Regions from separate parts of the Rattus norvegicus genome. Here region 2 is linked to region 1. Evidence: chromatin contacts called from public Hi-C data. All regions are on one chromosome and are shown on one strand. Each heading gives the region's core, a stretch centred on a gene start, on an enhancer-like site or on the middle of the called end of the contact. The rest is flanking DNA. Distances are from core to core; before and after follow the strand shown. Region 1 holds the start of Wdr4 (WD repeat domain 4). Region 2 holds the start of U2af1 (U2 small nuclear RNA auxiliary factor 1).

Evidence for each region. Hi-C and Micro-C count contacts between places; a contact is called where the count stands out from the background.
Region 2: a contact with region 1 is called in a Hi-C map of hepatocytes, with 2.8 times the contacts expected there. The contact joins the promoter of U2af1 here to the promoter of Wdr4 in region 1. A contact is called at or near these places in 7 of 12 Hi-C or Micro-C datasets (Schwann cells, hepatocytes, kidney and 3 more) and 1 of 1 datasets of contacts at active chromatin or transcription factors (oligodendrocytes).

Annotation. Positions count from the first base shown.
Region 1 is chr20:9,601,458-9,608,705 of GRCr8, reverse strand. Wdr4 (WD repeat domain 4) reads left to right here and starts at 3,988. Exons shown (of 11, transcript NM_001399044.1): 1 at 3,988-4,115; 2 at 5,804-5,872; 3 at 6,488-6,631. The coding sequence starts at 4,027.
Region 2 is chr20:9,750,295-9,757,542 of GRCr8, reverse strand. It overlaps U2af1 (U2 small nuclear RNA auxiliary factor 1), which reads left to right and starts at 2,449. Exons shown (of 8, transcript NM_001044291.1): 1 at 2,449-2,543; 2 at 5,415-5,502. The coding sequence starts at 2,500.

The sequences.
Region 1 (7,248 bases), core at 2,739-5,238:
TGGTACCATAAAGACGGTGTAGGAAACAGGGACCACCATGAACTTGGCCACAGTGGTAGGAACTGTTGGGGAGAACACATTGTCAGTGGATTTGTATCTCTGCCTGGGCATTCTGGTTAAACCCAGCCGGCACACAGCTTACCTGAAGCCCCAGGAGCAACGTGCAGCGACCCCTCCTTCTGCAAGGACAGATAGCCACGTGCCCGGATAGCTGGCAGCGTCTGCTAGCAAGTCCCGTGAGGTAGTGAGAAAGAAGATGAGATTCAACATGGAATTTGGAAGAAGTGCTGGATGCAAGAACAGTTTACAAACCTGCATCTCTAGAGAGGCAGGAACAATTACAAAACATAAATTTAAAAGACCTCGTGGTATTAGCAAAACCCCATATATTGTGGTAAGGATATATTTAAATGTTTTGTCTATGCCCTTAAAGGATGATAAGATAGGGCTGGAGAGATGGCTCAGTGGTTAAGAGCACTGACTGCTCTTCCAGAGGTCCTGAGTTCAAATCCCAGCAACCACATGGTGTTTCACAACCATCTGTAATGAGACCTAAAACCCTCTTCTGGTGTGTTTGAAGACAGCTACAGTGTACTTATATATAACGAATAAATAAATCTTTAAAAAAAAAAAAAAAGGATGATAAGATAATGCTGAGCTAAGGGAAAAGCTATTCGCGGTAGAGCCAAGGTGGCTTTCGGCACAGTGTAAACATGCTAATTTTATTCCAAATGGCCTAATACATTCAATTATTTCCTTAAAGATTTATTTATTTTATATGAGTACACTGTTGCTGTCTTTGGACACAGCAGAAGAGGGCATCAGATCTCATTACAGATGGTTGTGAGCCACCATGTGGTTGCTGGGAATTGAACTCAGGACTTCGGGAAGAGCAGTCGGTGCTCTTAACCACTGAGCCATCTCTCCAGTCCCACATTCAATTATTTCCTAATCAGTATCTGAGCAGGGGCCCTCTGGGGAATTGGACGATTGAATTGTCACAATTATGTGAAAGTGGGGGAAAGGGATCTGAACAGTTTAGTGGTGAGGGAGGAGGGAGAGAGGAGGGGTAGGAGGAAAAGGAGAGAAAGGGGGCAAGGACACAGGCAAAGTATAAATCAACAAAACTGAGCCTGCTGCCAGAGTGGTTATTTCTTGGGGGGTCCTTGTCTTAGGGCTTTGATCTGTCAGCAGCACACAGCAGGATCCAGGGAGGAAGCCACAGCGACAAGGAAACTTAATTTTGTGATTTAGGGTTTGTTTGTTTGTTTGTTTGTTTGTTTTTCCTCAGAGACAAGGTTTTTCTATGTAGCCCAGGCTGTCCTGAAAAGAACTGCCTGCCTCTTCCTCCAGAGTGCTGGGATTAAAGGCACGTGCCACCACCTGCCCAACTGGTTTTGATGTATTTTTTTTAAAGATTTATTTATTATATATGTACACGGTAGCTGTCTTCAGACACACCAGAGGAGGGCATCAGATCTCATTATAGATGGTTGTGAGCCACCATGTGGTTGCTGGGATTTGAACTCAGGACCTCTGGAAGAGCAGTCGGTGCTCTAAACCACTGAGCCATCTCTCCAGCCCTTGATGTATTTTTAAAATTTGTTTATTTTTATAGTCTCTCTCTCTCTCTCTCTCTCTCTCTCTCTCTCTCTTTCTCTGTGTGTGTGTGTGTGTGTTTGTGTGTGTGTGTGTGTGTGTGTGTGTGTGTGAATTTGTGCATGTGAATTAGTGCTCATGGAGGCCAGAGAGGGCAACAGATGCTCTATAAGAGGATTTAAAGGAATTTGCTACCTAGATCAGGCTGGCCTTAAACTTGGAGCCACCCATCCCGGTCCTTTTATTTTTAATATTTTCATTGAGAATGTCACACATGCATATGATTTGTTTTTGACAAAGTCCACCCGCCCACCCATTACTTCCCTGTCCTAGTCACAACTATTCCTTCCCAATTGTGTATTTATGTGTGTGTGTGTGTGCACTTATGTGTGTATGCATGTGTACATTTGTGTGTGTGTGTGTGTGTGTGTGTGTGTGTGTGTGTGTGTGTAATTCACTGAGTCTACTTAGGGCTGCCAGTAAATGCAAGGATGTGGAACCTTCCACTAGATCATGGGTCATGTGGCTTCTCAAAGGTCGTATCTTTGAAGAAAACCCACTCTCCCTCTCCCAGAAGCTATTAACTGCCAGGGACTTCTCAGCTATACTTAAATGAGAGCCCATCTCTTTTTGGAGGGGGGTTGGGGTGAAGTTAATACTGAACAGCCTTCCAGGAAGCTTCAATAAAGCACCACCAACTGATGCAAGGCAAACTGGGTAGTTGTGCGTGGCTTAACACCAACAAAGGCTCCTGAGTTCCAGATTTCCTAAGGGCAGGAAGGGGAGAAAATCTGCTCAAAGGTCACGTTCTTCAAAGTAGCCAAGAAGGTTCCGGAAAAGGAATGGCACCTAAGAGGGCAGATCTCAGGCCCAGTGAAGGCGTTACCTGCTTGTGATTACTAAGAACTCTGCCCAGTGGGCTTCAGAACTGGGACAGACCAAGGATCCTGTGCTTTGCCTGATGCCACTTTCACGTCAGTGTTTGTCTTGAGTGAGCTGTTGCCTAAATGGACGTTCATGCCTGTGTGAGGGCATGGTGACCGGGGAGGGGGTGGGGGTGGTGGTGGTGGTGGTGGTGGTGGTGGTGGTGCCTTAGCATTAGATCATTGCTCTCTGTAGCCTGGCAAAGGGCTTCCATTTCTCCTTGCTATGATGTTTGATAAACTCAAGACCTGGCTTCTCTGATACAATTTAACTTCACCCATTATTTATCTTAATTACATTTGTAGGCGGTGGTCTCATTTGCACAAGTGATTTTTTAGTTGTTTGTTTATTTTTTTTTTTCTTTTTTCTTTTTTTTTTCAGAGCTGGGGACTGAACCCAGGGCCTTGCGCTTGCTAGGCAAGCGCTCTACCACTGAGCTAAATCCCCAACCCCTTGTTCATTTATTTATTATTTATTTATGTAAAGACAGGGTTTCTCTGTCTAGCCCGGGCCATTCTGGAACTCAATGTGTAGACCAGGCTGGCCTCAAGAGATCTGCCTGCTTCTGCCTCCCAAGTGCTGGGATTAAAGACTTGTGCCGCCACCTCCCAGCTTCCAGAAGTAGTTCTCATCAATCCATGCTGTTAGACAGATGTTGTGTAACTTGCTCAAGTAAAAACGAAGAGCTGTTCTGACTCAGTTTGAGGTAAAAATGGAGCCAACAACGGCTGCTTTATAAGATGGATTCACCGGGGTTGGGGATTTAGCTCAGTGGTAGAGCGCTTGCCTAGCAAGCGCAAGGCCCTGGGTTCGGTCCCCAGCTCCGAAAAAAAGAAAAGAAAAAAAAAAAAAAAAAAAAAAAGATGGATTCGCCCGGAGAACCTCCCAGCCTAGAGATAGCAATTGTACACAGTATAATAAGTGTGACTTTGAAATAGGTTTCGGGTGTGTTGGGTGGGTGGAGCAGATGAACCGTCTCTTTATGAGCTGTCTTGGGGGGGTCTACACCCAACCAAAAGAGACCACAGCATTCTGGACGTCGTGAGTCACTGGGATGGATGGAACGAGTCTTTTGGTGATCTGGGGAGGCACACCGTTCGATACACACGTGTGACAGTTGGGGTCCAAGACGTCTTTGTCTTTCATAAGGACCGTAAGTAGCACATTTCCAGCGATTTGTAATCACACATGGTCACATATTGGGCCTGGCCATCCAGTACTAATGTCACGCAGGTTTTTTTTTTTTTTTAAAACGGCACAAACTGAGTACCAGGCTCTGTCCAAGAGGAACCACCTAACCTGACGGGCGGAAAAGTCAATCAACGCGAAAGGCACGCGGGGAATCTATAGCATCAGCACCTCCGAGGTATTCAAATGCGACCTCTCCCTGTGCGCATGCTCCTGCCCCGCACGCCATTCGCGCGGTGCCGGGTGACGTCACTGGCCGGCGCCACCAGGAAGGGCGCTGAGCGTCGCACGTGTGCGGAGGCGGCGGACGGGCCCATGGCGAGCTCTGCGGGCCTGGCACTGTGCGCCCAGACGCTGGTGGTGCGAGGAGGCAGCCGGTTCCTAGCCTTCTCCACCGCGAGCAGGTAAGAGGCTCGTGCTGAGGGCGGCGAGGCCGGAGCGGCCATGTTCCGTGTCTTCCCGGATTCCTCGGCGCCCCTTCACCCGGACCTATAGCCCCATAATCTGCACGGCAGGTCCGGGGCGCGCTCTCGGTTTAGAGTAGGGGCACTTCCGGACTTTGTGGCGCCTGCGCGGCGTCGGGAGGGCTAAGTCACGTGGGTGTCTCATTGCCCAGGCTTCTGGGGGGTCCTGGCTTCAATCCTGACCCGTTTGGAATCTTCCTGTTGAGAATCATGTATTAGGGAACCCTGCAGGTTCTTACTGAGCGCAAAACGTGCTCCTTCTCCCTCATCTGCGTCCAGCAACCCGGCTTTTGTTGCCCTTCGAGTTTTTTTTTTTCGGAGATGGGGACCGAACTCAGGGCCTTGCGCTTCCTAGGCAAGCGCTCTACCACTGAGCTAAATCCCCAACCCCCTTCGAGGTTTTTAACCCGACACCTTCCAAACCCAGGATGCTTGCGGAGCCTGAAGTGGGCATCTCCCTAAAGGCCCTTCACATGACATAACGTTTTGCTTTGTTATTTCTGTCCTTATGTATACGTCGTGTTCGGTGATAGTATTCTTTGAGCAAGTAGTTGATTACCACCAACCTAGAGAATCAGTGGCAGTCCGTGTCGGCTTTTTTCCCCCCTATCCCGTTTAGCTTCGGTACTTAGATGTTTGAAGATTAGGAATTGTTCCTCAGTTTGTGCCTTTTGGGGAATGCCCAACAAAGTTTCGGACTTGGAAGATGATTTCTCTTTCTGCGGTTAAGTGTTTAACTGGAAAAGTCTTTGATAAAGCCGCTTTATGGGTTGTCAATAGTACCAGATGCTTTAATGTGCTAGGTTACAGGTCAGAGCAAAAGAAGGGAGCTTAAGTTCTGATTTGGAATGTGATTCTCATCTGAGTAAGGGCCAGAGGCTCATGGGGGCAGGTGAGACTTGTTTCTGAATTATGTAAGGACAACCTCAGCGGTTTTAAATTTGAGAGCAAAGCTGAGTTGAAAACAATTATCAGAGGGCTGGAGAGATGGCTCATAGGTTAAGAGAGCTGGCTGTTCTTCCAGAGGTCCTGAGTTCAACTCCTAGCAACCATATGGTGGCTTATAACCATGGATAACGAGATCTGGTGCCCTCTTCTGGTATGCAGGCATGCATGCAGGAAGAACATTACATATATAATAAATAATTTTTTAAAAAGAAAATATCAGAATGGGTGGGTGGCCGGGGGGGAGGGGAGTGGGGGAACTGGGGTTCGCTAGTGGACACCTTTGATCCCAGCACTCAGGCAGAGGCAGGTGGATATCCCAAGTTTGAGGCCAGCCTGGTCTACAGAGTGAGTTCCAAGACAGCCAGGGCTACACAGATAAACCACCACCATAACAAAAAACCATATCAGAACATAATTTAGAATTAACAGGTTGGTGGCTGGAAGAAGACTGCATTGATTCCAGGCTTGCACCGCCATGCCACACTGAACTGATTTAGAACAGGACCGTGCCGACTGTTCATGATGTATGCTGACAGGTTAAGCAGTGGCAGTCCTTGGCTCTTCTCTGTCATGGATAAGACCCATGATGTAATGACAGTGATGTGTTTTTGTTCCCAGGGTAAGATGCAGTAATCATGTGTGTTTGTTAATAACTGCTCATGCCTATCTCTTCCCTTTAGCGACGATGACTGCCTCTTCTCGTATGACTGCAGCACTGCCGAGAAGAAGTCCGTGCAGGAAGATAAAGGGTGAGATGGTGGGGAAGCATGGTCGCTTGTGGTTTGAGCGCTGAGACCGGTGAGCCTGCTGAAGTCCTGGCTCCTGTTCCCTTGTTGTGCATTCCAGTTCAGAAAGAAACATGGAAGCAACTTGGACTGTGGGCATTCAGACTATGTGGGACCTTCCCGGGGAACTTTTAGGTTCTTTTGTTTTAATTTCTTTAGTACTCATTTTTGTTACTGGCTCCTTAAAGTAAGAGTGACCGTTTCAAACGAAATGCACTGAGGGCAGGTGTGGGGAGTTAACTAATTGAAAGGTAAGAAGCAGCGTGTGACTGTTTTGTGTGGTGGCCTGGACTTGTGACTCAGTGTGTCATGAATTTTATCAACCCCTGCTTCTAGCCTTGGATTAGTCCATGTCTATGAGGGCTAGGCCACGTGATCGCTGAGAGTCCTTCCAGCCCACACTGGATATTAATTAGCATTTGTGTTAGGTTTCATGCTTGGGTCCCCTTAATCTCTCATCATGCTCTGGCTGCACGAAGTGCCTGACCACGCGCCTTCTACTTACCTGTGTTAGAATGGACAAGCCCGGCAACTCACACGAGGCCTAATTGTTTTCCCTTTCTTCCCCTGCCCTTTCAGGGAGGACGGACAGCCCGCAGACAGGGGGAGTGACACGATTCTGGCGTCCACCTTCTCCAAGTCTGGCCGCTATTTTGCTTTAACTGATGACAGTAAGCGTCTGATTCTTTTCCGTACAAAACCATGGCAATGTCTGAGTGTCAGGTATGAAATGCTAACACCGAGTCATTAAGATGTCCTATGCACTCCTAGTACTTGCATGTCAGTAGCCATAGTGACAGTAACCACTGTAATCAGCAGCTAACATGACGTACCAGCCATGAGTGAGACACTGATCGCAGAGCTTTACGAGTATTAACTGAGTCCTAACAGCATGTGGGGGTGGCATGGGCTCCTCTCTCACGTTGGGTGGTGTGGGGGTTAAGTGGGCAGTCTAGGGCTATTCAGTTGGGAGAGGCTCTGTAGAGGCCCCTGTGGCTGCAGCGCCAGCACTCAGTGCCACTGTGCCTTCCTGCTCTCCACTTTGCTGCAGCCTCATGCCCAGCAGGCTGGGGCTGTTAGCTCACGACCCGGGCTTTGGGGAAGTAGAAGCGGGTGGTGTGCATTTGTAAGCTAAGGTGATGAGGTGCAGCCTTGTGTGTCTGAGGAGAAGATAATGGACAAGCTAGCTGTTGGGTGAGACCAGCAACTGGGCAGGAGCACGGGTGGCTCTAATGGTCCTCTCCCCAGGAGTTCCACAGGCAACTCTGCATCACTCACTGTTGTTTCTGAAGGCGGTGTGCAGGGAGGGAGATGGAGGTGGCCATAGTAAGGAGTAGGAG
Region 2 (7,248 bases), core at 1,200-3,699, 150 kb before region 1:
CAAAGGCTGGGTTTTCTTCCAAGCTTATCTGTTAGGCATTTATGGGACGTATACCAGAAAGTCAAGCAGGAAACATTTCCTGGTTTCCTTTGCATAAGAGGCAAAATGCCCATGCTTACACCTGTAGCCTTTCCAACCTGCCAAGCTTTGAGATGCCACCTGTTCCTCTGTTAGCCCACCCTGCCTCACTAGAAATGGAGCCGGCACAGCACGCTGTCTCCTCAGCCCCTGGTGCTTGTTCAAACTCTAGTTTTCATGTAGCAGATTCACAGAAAACCTGTCAGTGTGGTTTTCAGCTGCTTCCGGATCAGAAGTTTCCCTTCTAAGCAGGTTGCTTTACCCCTGGGCACTTTTGCATATTTTTGCATATTCATGCTCACCTTTAAAGATCAACTGCTCCTGCTACTTTGCAGCTTGTCACGGGCCAGACTATTGCTCTCCCTGGCATATGGTAGCATCCTCATGCCAGCTCCATTGCTGGCAAAGATATTCTTACATATGCACTTATAAATTCCATTTATCTGCAGCTTTCCCCCCTCCAGACAGGGCTTCTCTGTGTAGCCCTGGCTGTCCCAGACTCATTCTATAGACCAGGCTGGCCTTGAACTCACAGAGATCTGCTTGTCTCTGCTTCAAGTGTTGAGATTAAAGGCTTGTACCATCACTGAGCCACTCCTTTATCTGTATCCTTAAAAACAAAGCTGCTAGGGACTGAGCCTAGAGCCTTATGAATGCTAAACAAGCATTCGTTCCACTGAGTAACTCCACCAGCCCTCTTCCTTCCTTTATGGAGGAGTTCACTGTGTAGATCTCTCTGGTCTGTAATTCTCTATGTACACCAGGCTGGCCCTTAAACTCATATATATTCACTAGTCTCTGTCTCCCAAACATGGGATTAAAGGTGTGCATCAGCATGCCTTGCTCCCCAACCCACCCCCCCTTTAAACTTTTTGCATTTGAAGCCAGGTGGTGGTGGCACACACCTTTAAAACTCAGCACTCAGGAGCCAGAGGCAGGTGAATCTCTGTGAGTTTCAAGTCAGCCTGATCTACAAAGTGAGTTCCAGGATAGCCAGGACTACACAGAAAAAACAAAAAAACAAAACAAACAAACAAACAAACAAAAAAAACCCCAAAAAAACCTGTCTTGAAAACCAAAACCAGCCAGACAAACAAACAAGAAGTGACAAGATGCTGTATACTTAGGGCCTTGGGAGCCGTGGAGGACCACCAGCAGGAATTGATGTCTGTATTCTTTTAAACTCTGTCAGTTGGACCAGTTACTGAACTTCCTATGTGGGCATCTGTCTTCCCAGCTGTATTAGTTCCTTTCAGTTGAGGGATAGAGCCCAATGATACGACACACGAAGGAGTAAGGAGTGGCTGCACTTGCCTTCACGGACCTACCCAGAAGCCTCTTCTCCATAACTTAGAGAAGTCCACTTAAAGATTAAGCACCACACCAGCCAAGGCTGGGGATGTAATTCAGTTGCTTTTGTAATGGAGTGCTTGCTTAACACACAGCATCATATAAACCTGTCTGGTAGCGCACACCGGTAACCCTAGCACTCAGGAGGTAGAGGTTCAGAAGGATCGGAAGTTCAAGGTCATAGTAGCCATATAGCCTGATGCTTACATATGACCATCTCATGGAGAAATAAAACAAAACACGCACAATAAAGGAAGTATCACAGGAGCCTGTGATATATATGTGAGCTATATTCGTGTCACAGGGCTTGCTCTTCTGTCTCCAAATAAAAGATAAAAAGATGCGACATGAGTAGATGAATGAGACATGGATAGTTGGGTGGATTAATTAGTAAGGGGTGAATGGGCGTATAGGACGACAGAACGATGAACAAACTAATGGTCTGGTCATCGGTCCTGGTTCCAGTAACCAGGTTAATTCGTAAGAGCCTGTGTGGAGACCCCCAACTTCTTCAACCCTCTCCCACGGTTCGTCCTCGGGTGGAACTGGCTCTATAGCCAGAGAGAGCAAACAAAGTCATCAAACCAAGATGACCCAACAGCCTGGGATAACAAGATCAGGCTCTGCCTGGAAATTTAGTGACTTGAAGGTGAGCTGGTGACTGTGAGGATGCTGTGGGCTTAAACCCCTCCAGGAGGCCTAACAAGGCCCCTATGGACAGCCGCACCAGTGGGAGGCCTGGGACAGGAGGGCCAGCAAGGGGAGAGGGCGCGGTTCCAGCGGCAGGAGCGGGAAACAGCGGTGCTGAGCACGCGCGGAGCGGCTGCCCACAGCCTAAGCAGCGAGCAATGCGCGGGACCCGCCCGGGCAGCAGGGAGTACGCAGGCGCCGGGGAAGGAGGGCGGAGCCTCCGCGCGCTCTTCGTCCCGCCCCCGCGCTGACAGCGCCTTTCTCAATTGGACAGAACTTCTACGACGGGCGGGGAGAGCGTCGTCGCGTCCGGTGACGTCACGGGGGAACGTCGGCACAGTCGGCAGCGTCGGCTGCCGTGCCGGAGTCGTCCGCTGGAAAATGGCGGAATACTTGGCCTCCATCTTCGGCACCGAGAAAGACAAGTGAGTAGGGGCGACCTGCCGGGACTTGAGCTAGGAGGGCGACGGGCAGCGGGTGCCGGCTGAGGCAAGCGGCGCGGGCGTACAGGCGTAGCCGGTGGCTCGGGCCTGGCGGCCTCGCGCGGCAAGGCGCCCCCGCCTCGTGGGCCGGGCGGCGGGACCTGGCGGGCGGCTCGAGCTGGGCCTCAGCGCCTAGAGCTCCACGGCGGGCGCTCCACGGTTCCCGGGTTCTACACGGGACCCTGCTCCACGCCGCGCTCCCACCGCTGCCCTGGGCTTCTGTGGCGAGATAACACGTTTCTTGCAACTTTAGGCTTTGAGTGGTCGTGTCGGAAGTGCTATGGCACCATCCTCGCTAGCATTCAGTCGCTGGGGCCGACCTTTGGGAGCGGTTTCGACCGAATAAACCTCGGGCCTGCCTAAGCGTTGGCGGACCCGCTTTTCATTTTAAATTAATGTTTGCATATCCGTAGCCAACTGTTAGGGTAAGAGGAAAAGAAATAACAATATTCCCGCCTGTATTCGTATGCCGCCGTGGCACATACTCATTTCCAGCGTGTTGGCTGAAGTTTAGGTTATGAGGAATGCCTTCAGACGCTTTGAAGGATAATTCCTACTTTGGAAACCTAAAGATTTAAGTGTCTGGCTTAATCTGCCTGCTCCCAGTAAGTAGTCACCATCTTTATGTTTCCGAGTCTTGTACAAGGTTCATGCAGATGTCAGTCATGGTGGTAAGCCTTTGCGATAGGTATCATTTTTGGTGCCACATTCTCACTGTTAAAATGTTCTGTTTTCCAGGATGGAGGCTGTCCGATCAGGCACCTTTATACAGTCTACAGTGTTTGAAAAGAGGGGATGTTTCTAAAAGCCTAATGCCCGAATCGGCAGTCACTCGGGAGACATTTTATTGGATGTCAGGTCTAGGCCAGTCTTGGAGAATCAGATGGGTTGAAGTCTGGGTTCTCAGGAAGTCATGGAGGAAGGCTGTGCCTTGTGTTAAGGGTGACTGAACTACATTGAAGGGCCTGGGGGGATGACTCAGTCGTTCAGAGTGTGAACTGCACTTCAAGAGACCAGTAGTTTGGCTCCCTGAATCCCCTTCATTGCAATCTGATGTCTCACAGCCACCTGTAATGCCAGCTCCCCCAGGCACCTGCACTTGGGTATACACCCATACCCCCCCCCCCATATATGTAATATAAAATAAGACCTTTAAAGTACTTTAAATCAACACTCAAAGTCAGGTGTGATGGGTTATATTTAGTGTCAGCACTCCAGAAAGCAGAGGTAGGTAGGTAGAGCTCTTGAGTTCCAGCCTGGTCTACATAACAAGTTCCAGGACAAAGCAACTATCTCAGAAATACCTGTAAATGTGTTTGGTTCCATGGAATAGTGTCTTCTCCAAGTTCTGACATTACAGAGAAGATGGGCCTGGAACGTGGTGAAATGTGTGTGCCAGCTCTGACACAAGAGGTTTTCCCTGCATTGGTGCCCGAAGGCTGGGGCTTCAAAACCAGAGGCATAGCAGTTCTGGCCCTGTGTTGATATCTGTGTAGTGAAGGGCCTTCTCAGCAAAGTATTCAGAATTTTTCTTTTTAAATCTAGATTACTTATTTTAGCTGAAACAGGAATGTTGGGGTGCCTATTTGGGGCTTTTTATGTGGTGAGTCTTTACCAACGGAAAATGTAGCTGTGACTTTGTTGCTAGACTCAGCTTTTCTGGCAGAAATCACCCTTTTCCTTGTACTTCTCCTGGCTGCCCCAAATCAGGGTTTCTCTGCATAGCCCTGGCTGTCCTGCAATTCTTTGTAGACCAGGCTGGTGTCAAACTCAGATTTCCCTGCTTCTGCCTCCCGAGTGCTAGGATTAAAGGTGTGTGCCACCACTGTGCCAAAGCAGAGTGTCTGCTGGGGGAGCAGGTTTGAGAGCTATTTCATGTGGAACACTCCGGTATTTTCAGAGAGAAGTTTGTCCGTTCCGAGGTTTTTTTTTAAACAGGTTTTTTGGTTTCTGTTGATCTTCCTAGAGAGAGATCACCTGGTGGAGTTAGGTTGTGTAAAGTAAGGAGATTATTAGCAAACATTCTCCTTTCCAGATAAACTCAGACTTAGTGTCTGATATCAACAGAGGATAGATAACTGGTCTTCATGGTCTACTATGAGACCAACCTTCAGTCTTTACTCCAGGGCAAGGACTTAAGCATGCGGCTCTTGCTAAAAGTATCTATGGGGCAGCATTCCTGCCTCTGCATAGGGAAGCTGCAGCAGTTCAAGCCACAGATCTTGTAGACCAGCCAGCACCTGATGAGTCTGGTTGCTTGTGGCTCTGCAGAGCAAGACTTTTTGGCAGGTGAAATGATCATGTGTGGTTTGTCAGGTAGGCTAGCTCTCCACATAGCACATTTGCACTGAGGTGAAGCCAAGAGACCTGCTTGCTTCAGACCAATTTGGAAATTTCCTCTTGGTTTGGTACATGAGTTAGAGAGAGCCTGGACTTTGTTTTCTGTTTTCCTTACATGATGACGGCACTCAGGCCTGTGAGCAAGCACACATCCTCGTCTTAGGAACAGAGCCTCCATGGCACTGTCCTCATCTATAGGTAGTACCCAGGACCCACAGAATGGGCCAATCTTGAAGGGAAAGAAAATGTTCAAAGGCTAGGGGGCTTGGGTTAGAGGGAGGCAGGTTAGAATTAGAGCCCTTCTGTGGGGAGCTAGAGTAGTGATCTCTCTCATACTGGCTGCAAGGGGACACAGCCAGCAGGAGCTGCCTGACTTCTACATCGTGGAAGAGGGTAGATGGGAAGTAGCTTCGAGTTCATGATGTTTCTGCCACATCTTCCTAGAAATAATCAGTTCTTATTTTCCCTTTACAGAGTCAACTGTTCATTTTATTTCAAAATTGGAGCGTGTCGTCATGGAGACAGATGTTCTCGGTTGCACAATAAACCGACCTTTAGCCAGGTTTGTGTGTTGTTGGGTTTTTTGTTTTTTATTTTATTTTTTTCACAAATTATCCACAGTTCTTGTGTTTCAGGAGTGACTAATGTTCCCACAACACTCAGCAAGTCAAATCTTCCCTCTGGTTTTATTTTGCATTTGTTGCAGAGGGTGATGGACCTACCCCAATGGGATGTCTTCTTGTTCTTGACCTTAGAGGAGCTTCTTAAAATATGGTTGGGTGTTGGCTGAAGTTCTCTGCCCTTTTCTTCTCCCTTACGGAGAGACAGTGGATGCAGAGAGATCTCTGCTCACCAGTCAGTAGTGGTGCAGTCACTGGGTGAGGCAGGCTGTCATGGGTGTCTTATCAGCAGACCCAGCGTGCTCATGCCCCAGTGAGGCCCATGGTTTGACACCACAAGGCATCATGGGCATAGAAACTTAAGATGGGCATAAATTGATCCTGTCAGGGTTTTTTTGGATTCACTGAGATGTGTTTGTTAGCTTAGGTTTTTAGGTCTGCCCAAGTTAAACTTAGTCCCATGTTATTTCGTTTGCTGGAGCAGTAGGGGTTGTTGGGATAAGGCATTTTGGTCCTAGCACAGACTTGCTAATAAATGAAGAGGTGAGAGATTGGAAAGTCTCACTGAGTCTGTCTAGATTGGACTGTTGAGTTCATCATTGTCCAGTCCCCGCCTCCTTACAGCAACCCTAAAGCTACAGATGCATCTTTTTAAAGGATGCATCTTTCATGTGTTTTTCCTTCTTGCGTACTATATTTTTTTCTGTAGATTGTTAAGACATTTGCCAGTTATATAAGGAGATACAAGGAATAAAGGAACCTTGTTTTAGAATGTTAAGTCCCCAGGAAACCACAACATTGATGTCTTTAGAGGGGAGAGCATGATAGGTTTTTCTTCCCACTCATCCTTGACTACCCCATGGTTAGTATAGGAGGTATCAGTCCTCTAATGACCCTAAAGGGCCCTTTTCTTTGTGATTTGTAAGGTTTATCAAAGCATCTGCTTTAAACTGTTATGAGTGTATTGTTTTTCTGACTATTTACAAAATCTCCCAGCTGACCCAGTGGTCTTAGGCTGCTGACTCTGCATGCCTTCGGTGTCTTTGTGCTTGGTCAACAGGCATGTGAGGTGGCGGGTAGACAGGCTGCTCTCCATGCTCTCTGAGCCAGAGCTGCATAGTTACCTCAAGAGCACTAAGCACTGTGGCCTAGAACAAAGCAGGGAGGTGGGCCCCATATACTGTGCTGAGCTCAACACTACAGCAGTTACCTCAGTTGGATTTGGTTGACTAGTCAGAGAACTACAGCTTCCCCTTTCTACATTGCTTTCCCTATATCGAGTAGCCTTTGTCTGCCCCAGTTTTGGGGAGACCTGCAGGGGACCAGCCATCTGCTTGCTACTATGCTCCCAGTAGGAAGCTGGGTAAACTCAGCTCTGGGAAAGCCCTGAAGGTGCAGACCCACCCCAGGGTGCTTGAGGGCTGGCTACTTTAACTCAGTGGTCCGGTGTAAGTGGTCTGATGTTCAGCCTTCCTCCCAAGTGGGTTCCAGCAGCAGACCTGCCTCCCAAACACTGTTACACACCCTACGCCCTTTGAGCACAGCTAGAAGCTGAGCTCTGGGCTGCAGAGCACTTAGAACTGCTTGCTTTCCTGCAGGTTGTTGAGAGGCAGTCTGCTGTAGGTCATGCAGTCTGTTGGCTAGCATAATCGTAGTGAATTCAGGGTGGGTTTCTTTGTAAGCTCTAG